Linked DNA regions of Zea mays: region 1 is linked to region 2. A link is a contact called in public Hi-C data. All regions are on one chromosome and are shown on one strand. The core of a region is the stretch at or near the end of the contact, and the rest is flanking DNA. Distances in the headings are between cores, read along the strand shown.

Region 1 (5,916 bases), core at 1,921-4,420, 620 kb before region 2:
CCCAAAAGACATTTAAATACTCCAACAATGAGATAGGGGGTACGAGGCACCCCATCACATACCTAAGTCTTGTGAATCGTGACAAAAGAAAAGGAAATTGGACTATGGGAATGGCCCGATGTATGATTATTTTAACCCCTCAAGTACAAAATTAAGTGCCAACTAAGTGAACTTAAAGTAAAAGATCGTAAATTTGACCAGCGATGTCTCTATGTAAATATGCCATGTGGAAATGACATCTTATAGAGTTTGAAATTGATTCAAAAGGTCTTCTAAAGTCCATGACAATATGACATTTAAAAGCATATTAAAAGGACAGACCCAATGTTGGTGGCTCCCACATGAGTGGGGCCTGGGGAAGGAATAACCAAGGCAAGCCTTACCCCTGCATTTTGCAGAGAGGCTACGTCGAACTCAGAACCTTTGGCTAAGTGGAAATGCTTCTCACATTTAAATGCATAGTACAGCACAAATTTATAATAAATATTGGTGTTTGAAAACCGAAAGTAAATAATCATACCTCAGGGAAAAACCCAAAAATATTTGCCACTGACGATGATGTATCAAGGGGTACAATGTTGTATGGCATAAGTTCACCTCTCAAGGCTGCATCAGATCTTTTTATTCTCTTTATCTGAAAAGAAAAAGATGATGAGAAAAGTAATGGTACATTTTATATAACGTAAATTTATTCTTGTGAAGCAAATATTATTACTGTCACAGGGTTTTAGTACACCAGTGATACAACCACAAACAAAAAATACGGGGTTTTTTCACAGGGTCATGAGTTCTGCAATGAATTACCTCCTCCAGAATTTGTCTATGAAGTCTATCAGTTGGTGACTGACCAACAAGATTTTCCAGAACATCAAGCAAAGCCCTCAATGTAGCAAAAACTTTCTTCATTTTCATTGCCCTATTTCCCATCCTGATCATAGTAAGGAAAATACAATTGCCATGAGGTACGTAGTAACAAACGTAAGATTTCTAATGAATAAAATTACAGGGAAAGCCCCGAGACTGAGAGTGATACAATATTTAGGAGGAAGGTAGTAGATAAATCTATTTCCATTACATTAAGAAAAGAGTAACCAAAAACATATGGCACATCAGAACTCAGAAGGCAAAACTGGACTGAGCATAGGCAAGCCTTTTATTAACAACTGGGGAAAATGATCAGTAAGCATATATCATGCTTAAACAACTAGATTTGGTGTTGGCACCAGCACCACAAATTACATTCCACTCTAGTAGAACAGAAGATCACCCAATCCCATTTCTTGTTGATGGAAAATCCAAAGAGCGCAAAAGTTCTAAAAGATGTGGTATATAATATAGTAGCACCACATAGCTTCGTTGTTCAACAATAAGAAGGCAAATGAACTACTGTGTGCGCATGAAAATGAATTCACGGAGAATAAACAAGCAAAAAAAACAGTGTCATGTATCTATCCCTGTCAATTCTAGGATCACCATAAGTTCATTACATTATATAGAGACTGATGACACAAATGTTGTTTCTGGGCACATCCAGTAAACAAAACATATGCAGGCAAAACCTTCTGAAGCAAGGTGAGCTTGAAAAATACTATTTAGAATATATCAAATTAATGGTTGGTGATGACTAACCAGAAATACAAGGATTCCTCACTTTCAGTAATAGTATACTAACCTAGAGCTATAAATTTTATCAGGCAAAAGCTGATCAGAGTCACAGAGAATGTCGAGACCCTCCCAGAACCCAAAAAAACAAAATACATCATGATTTTTTTAAACGGGAGAGAGGTCATACTCTGTACTAAAGGTTCCTGACTCTCTCAGTCTCTCCTGCTCACGTTGCATATCATCAACCCGACAACGACTCTTGTATTCAAGATAAAAGTTCCACAGGACTTGAACGTCATTCTGTCGGTCTATCGGAGCCCCATCCTTCTTAGCAAGTTTTTGCTGCGGAATACCATGATTAGAACATGGGAAATTTAGAAATAATCACTGAGAAGAAGAATGAGCAGAAACTAAAGTAACAAGTGTACCCAGTCATGTTTACAGTGAAAGTAAGCATACCTTAATTACAGATGCCAAACCTGTCTTGAACTGAAGAACCCCTCTACCTTCACTGCTGGGATCCAGATTCTGGGCCATCGTGTACGCTTGTTCACAAACTGTGGTGCAAGACGAAAAGGAGTGACTTAAGAGAACACCAAAGTGCCAACTGTAATAAAGTAAGGCTCTGTTGGGTTCCGCTTGTAATCGGAATGTGGATCGCTGGCCACAGGAATCGATGAAAAGCGCGCAAGTGGTCTGCGGTGATCATGATTCTCACTACTGCCTCCCTCCCAACCACCACGACAAATAACTGGGCACTCTGTTCTATGTATAGCTGTTCTCCCACCGAGTATGACACCGTGCCAGGTGGTAGGCATAAGGCAAACCAAACAGGGCGTATGTCAAGGACTGTTGTGTTTCCCATCACACGAATCGAACCAAACCACAAGCCAGAAAAACCCTAAATCTTAGGTAGTGTAAGTATGGGCGCTCGTACATAGCATTAGCAAATAGCACATGACCCCCCCCCCCCCCCCCCCCCCCGAGGTTGGAGTCCAACACTGAGGACATCCTCAGTACTCAGTAGCACGCACTGCAGGCAGTAATGGGCAATCACAGCAGGATAACAAGAGATAATCCCCCAAACCGAGGACTCCAAAACCCCCATCCAAAGCTACCCCAAACAAATCAGCAGTCAGCTCCATCCATGAATTGCACTGTTGTTAACTAGGCGAGATACGTGGGAGGAAGGGACTCACGGATCCGCGCGACGTTGGGGTCCTCGACCTCGATGTCGTCGGCGGCCTGCAGGATCTGCTCTATGTTGGTGGTCCGACCCAGCGAGGCCGGCACGGCGTCGGCAAGCCTCTGCCCTCCCACGGCAGCCGGGGCTCCCCCCACGCGGAGGTGGTCCCGGTCCCGCTTGAGCGCGGCCCGCACGAGGCGCTCCCAGTTGTCCGCCACCCGCTCGAGGCCCCCACCCCTCCGGCGCCTGGACGTGGACGACGCCATCGCCGCGCGCTCGCGGCGAGCCCTAGGTCAGTCACCAGGGGAGGCGCGCCGCGTGATCTGACTGCCTACGAATCCAAGGATGCCAAGCAGTAGTGGAAGGAAGGCGTTTTGGGGAAAACCGAACGGAGGCGGATTCAAAAGCGACACTGGCTTGGCCCCTGAAGCGAGTCGAGAGGGTGGCCGGTGGGGTGTTGATTCGCGGAGGCAGGGTGAAATGCTTCCAGCACTCCTGTGTCTATTATCTCACTGGCGCTGCCGCCGCCGCGGCGCGTGGTTTTTGGTGGTGGGGTGGGGTCCTAGGCAGCGCACGCGGTAACGTAACATGATCTGCCCGCGGGCCGCGCTGCGGTCGACGCGGAGGTGACCGACTGGACTCTTACCATGACGCGTGAGAAATTTGCTCGGCAACCGAACAGTTTTTATCTCCAAAACCATATCCAGCGGTTCATGGTTTATAAGGAGCTTTTTTAAAAATCTGGTTGTAGAAAGAATTTAGCTGTAAAGAAAATTGAATATCGTGTAGATTACGTATGAAAGAAAATAAAAAAGGTATATAAGGTTTAGTATGTGAAAAGTGGTGGTTTTCTATTATAATGATTCGGTCGATTCTATGTTCAAGTTGATTTTAAAAAGATTTGACTGAAGTGATTCTCATAGAAGCAGGTTGAGAAACTGGGCGTTTAGCAGTCTGCAACAGCTTTTGGTGACCAAAAGCTGAAAAAACTAAAACAAACCGGGCTCATATCGTCTAAAACATTGTTTTGCACTATAAATGTACTGTTTGTAGGGTAGAGTTTGAATGTAGTGTTTGCTCCGATTTGGGTCCTACCGAAATGTGCTCTCTACGGCGGCACGGCCGGTCCACGGTTCTGGCCTCACGATGTTCGATTTTGTTGTAGGAGCGTCTCCTCTCTGCGTCACTTCGGGCGGTCCGCGATAGCACAGAGAGTTCTCCTTCCTTGCAGGACATAGATCTCGTCCAAGGGACCACGTCGGGAAGGAGAGATCTTATGGTGTTCCGGTCGGCATGTCACCCGGGACATTTCCAGACAGAGTAGAATCGCCTAGGGATTAAGAAAATAGGTCGAGGAAGAAATCTTGAGTGAAGTGGATTTTGCCCCGAGAGAGATCTCGTGAGGGTAAGATTCTAGGGTCGTTTTGGGGCCGGCGGACTGTGAGGCCAAAAATTGGTAGAAGAAAAAAATAATAATAAAATAAATAAATATATTTATGATAGCGATTTTAAAATTCTTGAAAACCCCTTTAAGAAGTTATTAGGACCCTTCCTATTCATAATCAATTAATAATAAACTAGTTAAACAACCAATAAATAAATAATGAAGAAAATGCATCTCTTGCTTATAATTTTGTGAAAGGCACTTTATTGAAAATATAACTTGAATTTGACCCCAAAATTTTAAGTGAAAACATAGAATAGAAAAGGAGAAAGGGAATTTTAATGGAACCATTTATTCCTCCCATAAATAAATGACAAGGAAAATAAATGATAATATTGTAAATAGTAGATGTTATAATCACATTAGTATCAACTTTGGCACTTGGGAATTTGGAAGATCAAAACATGAGTTTGAATTTGAAATGGGTTTGGAAAAAAAAGAAATAAAATAGAAAAGAATAAAGTACCTAGTTGGGCCTGGTTTTGTGCTTTCGGCCCATCTGGCCTTCCTGGTCGTGCGGCCCATTTAGACTTTCCCCCTGGTCCGCGCGTCGTCCCTCTGTAGTGTGGGCCATGCGTGTCAGCCTTTCCCTCGGACACTTGCGCGTGGGCCCGAATAGCTAGCCTCTAACTCCCTCGCGCGCGTGCTCGGTCGGGACACTGCCCGTGGGCCCCCTCTGCCAGGTCATTTCGTCCCCAACAGAACGCGAACCAGGCGGGCGAAATCCCCTCGTTGTGCTCCTTCGCCTTAACAGCTTTCCACCGTTTGTTTCACCAACTAGACCTCACTAGGGTCGCGCGGACTCCACCCCTATAAAAATTAGACCAATTATAACCTTGGCCTCGCCATTAGGTGTGGGTTTGAACCATCTGGAGCTTGGTCCACCGCCACCAACGAATCTCAGTCATAGGAAGCTACTAGGTCTATGCTCGTGCGTTGCTACGGGTGTATTAAAATGCATAACAATGTTAGTGCCAATGTGCCATTATATAGGAACTAATCCTTAGTTCAACGCACACTCTGTGTGCTAGAGTTGTTGATGACCATAATTTCCATCTCCCAACAAATTTCATGGAACAACAATATTGGATTTGTCATCACTAATAATTTCCGGGAATCTCAAGTGTAAGAAAACTAACATATAATGTATATAGTACAATGCATGTACATTGTGACAATACACAAATAAAAACGAACAATATATATTCTCATGTACTTGCTGCGGAGCTTGGTATTGTGCATTACCATGGAGAGCAGATTGGTTTGTCCCTGAGGTAGAAGGACTGCACTTGAGGTTCGACCTTGATCCCTGCACCACTTCATGAGTTCCTTCTGCTCTCGGTTGATACCTATGGCTATCGCATTCAACCATTAATGTTTTTTGTACATGGTACAAACGATGCAGCTCATGCACTTGATGCAAAGAAGCAGTATCATATGCAAAAGTTCTTGTTGCATGGATGACAAGACAACTTAGGTCTGACTAACAACTGGTCGTCAACTTATTACAGAACTGGAGCAGTCTGTTAACTTCTCGTCGTCTATGTGTGCAAATATACCTCACAAATTATGGTGTTGCTTGCTACGTACCTGCTGCCTGAAGACCTTATCATGCTCCACGATTGTTCTCCGAATCGAGTCCTTGCTATCATGTTTGCACTCCTCGACCATTGGGTCTTCC
Region 2 (6,573 bases), core at 2,029-4,528:
GTCAGTAACCATATCAGCCTCACCGTGCAAAATGATCAAGGGCAAAGAAACCTGTGCAACATGAAGCAGGATCTAACCATCAAAGTAATGACAGCTGAAGAATACGAAAAATAGACCAATCCACGATTCTATGTTCTTATACCTAAAGATTGACCACTGGAGATAGCACCTAGGGAGTGGAGAGCCACATACCTCTTCTAGACGCCTTTCTATCTCTTGTGTCGTTCTCAGCATCTCCAGAGCTGTTCGCAAACGTGGTTTATCCTTGTAGGCAATCACATTGAAAGAACACTGCATTGGATAGTGAACTAATAAGTACACTCTAATCACAATGTTCAGCTAAGATTCGCTAATGATCTAATAAATACATTTTCAAAAGAAATAAACATATTTCTCCCTCAACCAAATAGTATTTCACAAGCCCACACAATCAAAAGAAAAGGAACTAACAGGGCCTGCATTCAAATGCATCTTCGTACATACTCTAGGGTTATAAGGGAAGGTAGAACTACAAGCAGCAGGAACACCATAAAATTCACATGTATGCCAAAATTATCTATTCTAATTATCACTGGAGAAGATGCGAATGTATACTACTTTCACCTGGAGCATGAAGCGATATTAAACAGTCCATATTGTTTTTTCATATTATTTTGCAAATATATATGCCTTGAGCAATTGTGTCAAAGAATGTACAACACAGTCAAGAATGGAATAAAATAAAGAAATATTAACTAAATGAGTGAATCACATTTTAGTTCCAGAGAATACAGTGTGAAAGATAGTGACCTGCTCTTGTTTCTTCTTCTCTTTGAATGCCAACTCAGCTAAATCCTTTTGAGGAACAAGCTTTTCTTTTGGCAGAAGTTTGGCCATAAAAATTAGAAGTTGCTGAATGGGCCAAGGTGGAACCACATCGTCTGCTATCTATTGGAATGAGTTTGTGAATAAGTGGGAAGGCATTAACTTGTATATATAATATTCCACAAAGACAAAACTACCTTGCACATCGGTGCCACCAGTATTGCACCATTCCATTCATTTGGTTGCTTGAAGTGAACCTTCAATGCAACTGCTCCACCCATAGATTGGCCAAACAGAAAGCTCGGTAGGCCTCTATATTCAGGATTTCCTACCCAAAAAACAGGACTATTATGCACAAATGATAATCTTTAAGTTAGGGTACTTTTCACATAAGGACTAAACATATTTCAAAATCATGTACATAAAAGAGATAGCATGAGAAACCAGCAAGGATGTAATGGCAGAATACCTTTGACCTTAGAGAAGTGTTCAGCTACATCATCAACAAGTGTATCAAAACTTGGAATATATCCATGAAGTCCTTCTGAAAGACCAAAGCCAGGGTAGTCCAGTGCAAATACTCCATATCCAGCTGAAGCAATCTTCCTCGCAACTCCTAAAATAAAACAATCATTAAAAAATATGCAAAAAGAAGCAACATATTACTATATCAGACAAACCTTAGGATAAGTGGCATCAAAGAGGAAAAGCTAACCATCAAGAAAAAAGGTACATGTGTCTCCATAACCATGGCAAAGACAAACAATTGCTCTCATTCGACGATTCTCCGGAAACCAGCATTTTGAGAAAATCTCCACACCCCTAGAGTTATGCTCACATGACTGTAGAAGAGAAAGATTCCGAAGGTAGAGTATTAATTAACAAGCTGGCACAAAATTCTAAACATAGAATAATTAGATGGTGTTTCATTATCCTTTCAGAGTCAGGAATACCATTGAGCAAACTGACATTTTTGCATAGCATATTACCACCTGAAAATATCTTCCATACAAGGAAAAATGATCTATAAAATAGCCAACTCCTGAAGGTTCATCACTCACAGCAAAACACCTACCAAAGCAAAGGAGAAACTAATGTACTATTGGACATGCCATGTGAATTTCAACATTACAGTGCCCTGTACTTACTTTTTTAAAAAACAAATACTGCAACTATCCAATATTTCAACACGGTGAGCACTCGTTCAATACTTCAATTCAATTAAATAAATAACACACCTCACTTGCATAGAGTAAAACATTCAAATATTTCTCCAATGTACAGTGTGCACTCATTAGAAAGAAAACAAGGGATCAACTCTATGGCATAAATAACCTTGTACAGAAATGCATGAAATAAATTTATGTTGCAGTATGACATAAATAACCTTGTATAGAAATGGATGAAATAAATTTATGTGTTGCAGTAGAAGTTGAGGGATCTAATTATTATGAAGAAATCATAGAGTTTAAGATATAGTACCTCCTTTGTTCTGATGCCACTATATTGTCCCTGCATCATAATCCGAATGCAAGTGAGAGAGATCATCCATAGCATGGGAAATCATAAAGCCTGTTTTCTATGCCATCATTTGAAGTGAGATGATTGAAAAAATATATTATAGCAGAGTTTATTTATATTCTACAAAAACCATTGCACTGGAGATTAAAAAGCCAAAAAATAATAATATTGTACAGTATTACTAGTACCCACCCATACTTCCAACCAATTGATAACACATGCTTTGCCTAGACATCTTTTAGATGAAGGCCAGAAGTTTGTGGTTCACAAAAACGAAACATTTTATTATAAACACAGGTTTCTATTGCAGCTTGTTAGTCTATTCTCTCAACTAGTAGACAATAACGCACGAAAACAGTACTTGTATTATCTTGCCCAACCAATCCTATCCTGGCACGTCACTAAATATGAAGAACCGATAATAAGAACGAACATAATTTCTGGAACACGAGAAAAAGTGGCACCTTTAACTGGATTTTAAGCAAATAGGCAAAATAGGGGGAGGGGTTGACCTTGAAGAGGCAATGGTCGATGCTGAGCTGAACGTCCTTGAAAGCCTCGCGGATGCGGCGGCGCTCGGGGGCCTGGTCCAGGCACGCTGCCAGCACCTCCCTCTCGAGCACCTCGTCCACTAGTCCCTCCCACTTCCTTGGAGCCTGCGCTGGCGCTGCCGCCGCAGCCGACATCGCCGCCGCGCCGGCACCCCGATTCGTCGGCCGGCTGCGTTGAACGGATGAATTCGGTTAGCAGATCCGCTGCGGAAAGAGGAGGCGGATGGGAGGCAATGGACGGACGACCCACCTACCGCGAGAAGACGGGGGCAGTGAGGAGGGGCGGCGGCGGGAGCGCGGGGAGGAAGACCTTCGCGAAGGCCCGTGGCTTTGACGCCATTTATTGTGCCTCTTTTTTCCTTTTTTTAAGAAAAGGCTGTGCGCGCACAGCATACATTTTTCCTCTTGGTTCTTCGGTAGAGTACTTCTTTACGTCACGGAAGCCTTTTGCGGGCAATCGAAAGCCAGTGTAAATGTACATTCAAAATACTACAATACTATTTTGTGATGTAGATTAAGCTATTTATAGAGTGAAAGAAGTAAGATAGAGGCTGATATAGAAAGTCTGATAGAGATTGTCTTATCTTAAAATGTTTTTATTGGGTAGTGTAAAATAAGACAATTTAACACTGTTTGTAGAATAAAGTTTAAAATAAGAAATCCGATAAATGATGATAAGATAATCTGATAGAGATAGCTTAAATGGACAAAATATTTGCAAAACCAAAGAACTTTTAAGTCTATCACACATAATCTAAAAGTGAGCATAGGTGGTTTGAATTTGGTATCAATCAAGTAGACTTTTTTTTTATTTTCTCTTTGCATGCTTTCCTTTACTTTCATTAGGCTATCTCCAGCATATTCTCTACCACATCTTCTATTTTAAACTTCACTCTGCAAATAATATCATCTACAGTTTGTGTTCCCTATTTTACACTATCCATTGTAGATAGTCTTACAAGGGGTGCGGTAAGTGACATGATAATGAATGTGTTGAGCACCGTATGTGGCATCTAGGAAGGCCGGGCGGTCTGCGTCCCAGATAGTCTGCGGGATAGCCTGAACGATTCGTGACTAGATTAACGTAGACAAGAAAGTCTTTTTTCGTACGTGCTTATCTATCTAATCACGTGGATTATGTTCGAGGACACCTAGAAACAGGTCTAGACATTCCCTATATATGGAGTACGACCGATTGTCGAAGAAAACAATCGAACCAATCAATCAATATTTCATTTCTTTACTTTCTTGTCCTAGGAGTAGCAGTAATTTAGACCTAGTTTAGCCTTTCCCCACCCCCAAATCTTCATTCCCTTCGATTCTACGTCGTCTAGGGATGCCGCGGGTGGCCTACCGACCCCGGGGCACCCCATGGAACTCTCCTTCCTGACGGGTTCCTTCCCTGAGGAAGGTACTAGGGATTTTTCGAGGAGGAAGACGACTTTGCGCTATCGCAGACCGTCCGCACTGGCGCAGAAGGCACCACCAGGCGGTATATACATCCCTATTGTTTGACCCCAAATCGGAGCCAACACACTTTTTGGCGATTCCGGTGGGGACAAGTGGTGTGACCTAGCAGGGATCGTCAATAGATGATCGGTTCAATGGATCAAACCGAGGTTTCTCCTAACAATATCATGAAGCCAACTGAAAGTCGCCTAGAGGGGGGGTGAATAGGGCGAAACTGAAATTTACAAAGTTAATCATAACTACAAGCCGGGTTAGCGTTAGAAATATAATCAAGTCCGCGAGAGAGGGTGCAAAACAAATCGCAAGCAAATAAAAAGTGTGACACACGGATTTGTTTTACCGAAGTTCGGTTCTCGCAAACCTACTCCCTGTTGAGGTGGTCACAAAGACCGGGTCTCTTTCAACCCTTTCCCTCTGTCAAACGGTCCCTCGGACCGAGTGAGCTTTCTCTTCTCAAATCAACCGGGAACAAAACTTCCCCGCAAGGACCACCACACAATTGGTGTCTCTCGCCTTGGTTACAAGTGAGTATTGATCACAAGAAAGAATGAGAAAGAAGAAAGCAATCCAAGCGCAAGAGCTCAAAAGAACACAACAAATCACTCTCACTAGTCACTAATGCTTTTGTGGAATTGGGAGAGGATTTGATCACTTGGGTGTGTCTTGTATTGAATGTCAAGCTCTTGTAAGTGGTTGGAAGGTTGAAAACTTGGATGACTTGAATGTGGGGTGGTTGGGGGTATTTATAGCCCCAACCACCAAACTAGCCGTTTGGTGGGGCTGTCTGTCGCTTGGTGCACCGGACAGTCCGGTGCGCCAGCCACGTTACCAGGTCGTTGGGTTCTGACCGTTGGAGCTCTGACTGCTGGGCCCGCCTGGATGTCCGGTGGCACACCGGACATGCACTGTAGAGTGTCTGGTGCGCCACTTTGTGCATGCCTGACTTCTGCGCGCTCTGGCGCGCATTTAATGCTGTAGCAGGTGACCGTTGGCGTTGAATAGTCGTTGCTCCGCTGGCTCACCGGACAGTCTGGTGTACACCAGACATGTCCGGTGAATTATAGCGGAGCGAATTCCCAAAGCTGGTGAGTTCCAGAGTCGCTCTTCCCTGGAGCACCGGACACTGTCCGGTGTACACCGGACAGTCCGGTGAATTATAGCGAAGCGCCTCTGGATTTTCCCGAAGGTGAAGAGTTCAGCGTGAAGTCCCCTGGTGCACCGGACACTGTCCGGTGGCCAGACCAGGGCTGCCTTCGGTTATCCCTTGCTCTCTTTGTTGAACCCAATTCTTGGTCTTTTTATTGGCTAAGTGTGAACCTTTGGCACCTGTATAACTTATACACTAGAGCAAAACTAGTTAGTCCAATTATTTGTGTTGGGCAATTCAACCACCAAAATCATTTAGGAAATAGGTATAAGCCTAATTCCCTTTCAATCTCCCCCATTTTGGTGATTGATGCCAACACAAATCAAAGCAAATATAGAAATGCATAATTGAACTAGTTTGCATAATGTAAGTGCAAAGGTTGCTTGGAATTGAGCCAATATAAATACTTATAAGATACACATGGATTGTTTCTTCATTTTTAACATTTTGGACCACGCTTGCACCACTTGTTTTGTTTTTGCAAATTCTTTTTGTAAATCCTTTTCCTCTCTTTTTGCAAATAGTCAAAGGTGAATGAATAAGATTTTGCAAAGCATTTTCAAGATTTGAAATTTTCTCCCCCTGTTTCAAATGCTTTTCCTTTGACTAAACAAAACTCCCCCTAAATGAAATCATCCTCTTAGTGTTCAAGAGGGTTTTGATATATCAATTTTGAAATACTACTTTCTCCCCCTTTTGAACATAATAAGATACCAATTTGAGATTTCCAATTGAAAATCATTTTAAAATTAGGTGGTGGTGCGGTCCTTTTGCTTTGGGCTAATACTTTCTCCCTCTTTGGCATGAATCGCCAAAAATGGAGTCATTAGAGCCCTTTTAACTACTTTCTCCCCTTTGGCAAAATAAAATATGAGTGAAGTTTATACCAAAGACGGAGTCCTTTTACTTTGTACTTAGGCTCTCTCCCCCAAAGATGGAGAGTTGCCTAGAGCGACGGCGAAGGATGAGTTACGGAGTAGAAGCCTTTGTCTTCGCCGAAGACTCCAATTCCCTTTCAATACACCTATGACTTGGTTTGAAATAGACTTGAAAACACATTAGTCATAGCATATGAAAGAG

Evidence for each region. Hi-C and Micro-C count contacts between places; a contact is called where the count stands out from the background.
Region 1: a contact with region 2 is called in a Hi-C map of ear, with 4 times the contacts expected there. The contact joins the promoter of LOC100216809 here to the promoter of LOC100191674 in region 2. A contact is called at or near these places in 2 of 25 Hi-C or Micro-C datasets (ear and tassel).

Annotation. Positions count from the first base shown.
Region 1 is chr1:117,680,238-117,686,153 of Zm-B73-REFERENCE-NAM-5.0, reverse strand. LOC100216809 (putative glycosyl transferase family protein) reads right to left here and starts at 3,170. Exons shown (of 51, transcript NM_001348664.1): 1 at 2,805-3,170; 2 at 2,065-2,162; 3 at 1,793-1,947; 4 at 805-928; 5 at 521-634. The coding sequence starts at 3,057. It overlaps LOC103644874, which reads right to left. Exons shown (of 4, transcript XM_008668027.2): 2 at 5,822-5,916; 3 at 5,429-5,648; 4 at 3,301-3,532. The coding sequence ends at 3,301.
Region 2 is chr1:117,062,064-117,068,636 of Zm-B73-REFERENCE-NAM-5.0, reverse strand. It overlaps LOC100191674, which reads right to left and starts at 3,278. Exons shown (of 9, transcript NM_001359709.1): 1 at 3,131-3,278; 2 at 2,838-3,045; 3 at 2,287-2,316; 4 at 1,520-1,646; 5 at 1,274-1,420; 6 at 1,002-1,132; 7 at 790-927; 8 at 193-291; 9 at 1-51. The coding sequence starts at 3,216.